2 separate regions of the Mus musculus genome follow, and region 2 is linked to region 1. The links are chromatin contacts, called in public promoter capture Hi-C maps. All regions are on one chromosome and are shown on one strand. Each heading gives the region's core, a stretch centred on a gene start, on an enhancer-like site or on the middle of the called end of the contact. The rest is flanking DNA. Distances are from core to core; before and after follow the strand shown.

Region 1 (2,530 bases), core at 10-2,509:
TTTCACCTTGATACCAAAGGCTGTCTACAGACAAACCCCATTTCTTTTTCACCTTGATACCAAAGGCTGTCTATAGACAAACTCATTTCTTTTTCTACCCATCTGTTGGCTCTCATGCATTGTACAAACGAGTAATTCTACAAATCTTGGGGGAAATGCCACTTAAAAGAAACCTTCGGGCTGGTGAGATGGCTCAGTGGGTAAGAGCACCCGACTGCTCTTCCGAAGGTCCGAAGTTCAAATCCCAGCAACCACATGGTGGCTCACAACCATCTGTAACATGATCTGACGCCCTCTTCTGGAGTGTCTGAAGACAGCTACAGTGTACTTACATATAATAAATAAATAAATCTAAAAAAAAAAAAAAAAAAAAAAACTTTAACAGATATTTAAAAAAAAAAAAAAAAAAAAAAAGAAACCTTCAAGGACACAGCATCCCCGCCCCAAAACAAGCTGCAGAACATGTACACACAGAAACAGAGCCATGGCACAGGGCTTCACTTGACGCTGGCAGGAAAACATAAGAAGACAGAAATGTTAACTAATAGGAAAACTACAGAGGAGACTCGATCTCCTCTAGAAAGGGCGCCAGCGCTCTCAGAGTAAGTAAGCTGCAGACATACTTGGGAGCGGTCCGTAAAATTCCACTTATTCACCAAAGAGCTGGTCACTCTGATCACTCTTCTCAGCCGTAATTAGCAGGTATCCTGCACATACCCAGCAGAGCTGTGCCCTAAGCATCTACCCCAATTTAAGGCCAGAACTCCTTTCACAACTGAAGAGTTCTTATGGACATGGAAATGAGTCCCCTGGTCAGTCGCAGGCCACCTGAGGCGCACAAGCTCAGCTCTGAGAGATCACCAGTTCTCCTGTCCAGCACCTAGTGCAAAGAGCTTCAAATGGTATGTAGCCCTGGAGTGAGACTGACTGCTGTGTCTGCAGTAGGGCATCACTAGTCCTCAGGAAGATGCTGGCCCTTTATAGAAAAGGCCAGGGAACCATCTACTCCCATTGCTCCCTCTACAATGTTTGACAACAAGGGATACCTCCAAAGGTATCCTTTCCACCAAATAGACAGGCTCGAGGTGAGTCTGTGGAGGCACAAGGAGAGAGCATGCAGAGACCTAAGTGGGACCAGCGCGAATCCAGAGAGAAGAATACTTGCCAGCTTGTCTGAAACCGGCAGCTCTAGGCTCCAGGCACTGCCTGTGACAACTGTGGTAACTGAAGCCAGGGCTTCCATCTGGAAAGCTGATCCATGAGAGCAAAGGCTCCCAACCACTCCCACTGGGCCCAAGAGGCAGATGATCTATTCAAGCCTGCTCCGTTACAAGGTCATGATCTGGCAGCCAGCTGACTTGCAACATGGCTGCCCTTGGGAACACAGAAAAATGATATACATAAAAGCTACAGGTGTCTGAGACCTTGTCTCCACTTTGGTAAGGGTGACCATTTGGAGCCAGGTGGAACACACAAGAAAAATTTTAATAAGTTTTAGATGATACTCAGCTGAGCATAAACAAGCCCCCAATTCCACAACCCCTGGAGACAGTGAGCACTTCATCTGTACACTGGCCTGCGAGTTTCACCATCAAGGTGCTGTGGGGAGCAAGTAAGTTCCCAGGAACAGATCTGCAGGCCAGTCTCCAGAACATACCTGCTTCTCAAGGGCCTGACCAAATCAGTATGTGCAATAATGACATTTCTCTTTTCGGCATAAACTTGTTATAGATCTGGCATTGTGAATAAATAATAATATCAAAACCACTTTCAAAGTGTACCTTCCTCATCAGGGGAGGCAATCCAGCTAACCCTCCAACTGAAATCTTTCCCCTCCTAAGCATTTCTCTCCTTGCTCTCTTCCTTCGGCCTCCTTGGCCTCTGGGCAGCAAGGGGCCAACTGGGGAAGGACCTAAGAGAATGGCAGTGCACTGCTCTGTCCTACTGAGAAGCAGGCATGTGGCAGACTCTGTGACCTGTGTCTAGCATGCCTCTGCAGTGAAAGCATCACTATTCAAACTCCCCTTGCTGCCTCCTATCGAGCCCAAGAGCCAAGACATCCAATCAACCCACAGCTGTGACACCGGCAACCCCAGCAAGGCCAAGCATCGTCCAAGACTCGCCTGCGGCACATGGCATGGCAGCGTATGAACGTGGGCCCTGGAGGACACACAAGGCCTATTTAATTATGGCACACACTGTTCTAGACACACACTGACTCCTGCACACAGAATCTGTGCCTTGGCCAAACTCTGATTACACGTCACAACCTTCAGCACTGCTGAGATGAACCAAAACTCTAAATGCTAAACACGTCATCGACAAACCAATCTTGTTGCTTAGCTATTTCCAGTGCACTTTCTGTGGTATATCATGTGTGTAACACTTCTTGATTACCCACAATGCATACAAGCTATCTGTCAAATGGAGCAAATGCCTACTACAGGGAAGGCTAGCTAGGCTTAATGACTCTCAAGAATCCAACAGGCTTCAAACTCCCTAAGGCAGGCAATAAGAAAACTTTACTCAG
Region 2 (2,530 bases), core at 18-2,517, 170 kb before region 1:
CTTTTATACTGTTGATGGTTTGTATGTCACCCTGACAGGGTCTAGGCAACCCTGACAGCTATGCCTGGGGAGAGCCTGTGAGAAAGGTCAAGGTTGAGTTAACTGAGTTGTGAAGCTGTTCCTTGTAGGCAATGCTAGCCTATGGGCTGCAATCCAGAACTGAATAACAAAGGAGAAAGTGAGGGCAACGCAAGGCTGAATCTCTCTCTGCCTCTCTGCATCCCAATCATGGACACAGTGTGACCAGCTGCCTCCAGCTCCCGCTGCCACGGCCATGACTACCCTCATGATGCACTGTATCCTCCTTAGGAGGCATTTGTCTGGGTATTTCATCACAGCAACAAGACAAGGAACTAATTAATAGTTTGTGTCATTGTGATAACCCTACATTGGCTTACAGTCTGTGAAAGGATCCAGCATTTGAGAAAATTAGGAGGCAGGGTGGGAATCAGACCACCCGGGAATGAAGAACAGTTACTGCCGGGTATCCATTTCTGATCATGCCATGTTACCTGGGGCACCGCAGACAGATTCCTACAGGGAAGAAAGACAGCCTCTGAGAGGATTCAGTGTCAAAGGTTCATGATTAATTCTCAAAGTGGAACTAGGGGTAGGATGTATTGAAGTTAGTGTTCTTTCTTTCAAATAGTCCTTTTGGCTCCTTAGCAATGGCTATGCCATAGTTTGGGACATTCCAAAATTAGGATTTTAAAATCAGATGTAGCCAAGGATGGATGGTGTGGAATGGAAACAGGATTGAGAAATGCCCCAGGGACATGAGGATACCATAAATGAGGTCCTGCTCTTTAGGAAGAAACAATGCTCTCTTGGTATCTAAAGGAATTAGTACCCAGATCTCCATAGACCGCAGTGTTCATGGATGCTGAAGTTCCTTTATGAAATATCGTAGTGTTCTCAATGACCTGTGCACATCTTCCTACATGCAATAATACCTCAGCTGGTTATAATACCCAACATAGTGACCAAGTCTATAAGTGCTCAACCCAGATGTAAATTTCCCCAAATATTTTCCACATATAACTTGTTGGATCTATGGCATAAAACCTGCGGCTACAGTGAGCCAACCACATTCATAGGATTCTTCAAAGTGGATAAACTTGCAAGGTGCTTGCACACCAGTGTGAGTGCTGGAGAAGTAGAGGCTGGCCCGGACTTGCTTCCTGACCTCCTCAAGCCCACACATTGCACAACGGTCTTCTCTGAATCCAAACACTCCCTCCAGCAGGAAGTAGAGGGCATGTAAGACTCGGGAAGCAAACAAACTTCACATATTTGGGAAGCTTTCAAGACTCCTGAGGGCTCTGACTCCAAGGTTACAGAAGCCGAGAACAACTGTGGGTGGGGTAGGGTGAGGGACATTCCGACCGACCAGCGGGATCTCAGAGGCAGAAGCTGAGCTGCAGAAAGGAGCTTCTCGGCTGTCCTGGGCTTCCTCGGCTCGCAGGAGTCTCGTCTGTATTAGGATGGGCGTCTCAGTGTTGATGCTTTTGAGACACCCTGGTCCCTGTAAGTAACCCCCTTGCCCAGATTCTTGTTGCTAAAGAGAATAAAGGCTCATTGGTTCTCTACACTGGACTTCTGTGCAATTGCTGCTCTGGACTGTCGTGGGTTCCCTTTCTGACCAGGTGTGGAGGACGATGCTGTGACTGGGATACAAGAGGACTCAGGAAGGCTTCAGGATAGGAAATATGAACGAGTGCATGGACAATGACCCAGAGTTAATGAACACCATGCCTCCTGGCTACCTCCAAAGGCACAGGAGTTCAGGAAGCAGCAAACAGGGCCAAGGAGATTGGCATGACCCAGAATTTATGGACACATTAGTTTCTATTGCCAGGAAAACTCAAAGCTTGAATGGAATGCAAAATCAATTATTACAATTAAATTTTTTAGCAATTAAAATTATGAACATTTCTAGATTTATATTCCAATATTTGGGTCACATGTTTCAGACTAAAAGAAAAAGTGGAGACACTAAAAACAGAATGTCATGAGAGAGAGAGAGAGGGAGAGAAAGAGAGAGAGAGAGAGAGAATACGCCCTAGCAGCACAGAAGTCAGGGAAAAGAGAGACCCTGGGAGAGGATTCCAAACCTCCAAAGAGCCAGGGACAAGGCCCCGTGTTGATGAGCATATTATAGGACACAAAGTGTGGCCTCTGAAGGTTCAGAGACTCCACACATGAGCAACTGCTGCACATGTCCTGTATTGTGAACTTGGGGAGACACGAAGTGTGTTCAGCTCTCATCTGGGAGGTGGCCACACCCGCTCACAGGCCATCAGCTTTCCCTAAACCTGATACAAGATTCCTTCTTAGAAAGTTTATCTAGACTCAGGACAAATACTTAAACACAAAGAAAATATATCCCGGTTTTATGATCCTACAAAACTTCAAGTCCTCAGGCTACCTCAGGACCAGTTTGGGAAACTTCCCAAATGCACGGTTTAAAATGGAAGGCACAAGGTGAGGCTGGGTAAGCTGAGGGCAGTTCCCAATGACCTGACCACAT

What was found. Capture Hi-C pulls out chosen DNA fragments and counts their contacts.
Region 2: a promoter capture Hi-C map of adipose tissue shows a contact between it and region 1. The contact joins two enhancer-like sites. A contact is called at or near these places in 7 of 484 Hi-C or Micro-C datasets (bone marrow-derived macrophages, brown adipocytes, cerebellum and 3 more), 4 of 115 datasets of contacts at active chromatin or transcription factors (embryonic stem cells and extraembryonic endoderm stem cells) and 3 of 9 other capture datasets (adipose tissue, embryonic stem cells and liver).

What each region holds. Positions count from the first base shown.
Region 1 is chr16:92,101,025-92,103,554 of GRCm38.p6, reverse strand. The region is part of intron 2 of Mrps6 (mitochondrial ribosomal protein S6); the gene reads right to left. Among named protein-coding and RNA genes, the nearest start is that of Gm41496, 23 kb to the left of the region's middle. Within about 2 kb of position 1,259, at least 62 of the 459 cell types and tissues checked have an H3K27ac peak or open chromatin away from gene starts, as enhancers often do. A contact at or near this core is called in adipose tissue, where this site is marked.
Region 2 is chr16:92,266,843-92,269,372 of GRCm38.p6, reverse strand. No RefSeq gene overlaps it. Among named protein-coding and RNA genes, the nearest start is that of Gm41497, 22 kb to the right of the region's middle. Within about 2 kb of position 1,267, at least 10 of the 459 cell types and tissues checked have an H3K27ac peak or open chromatin away from gene starts, as enhancers often do. A contact at or near this core is called in adipose tissue, where this site is marked.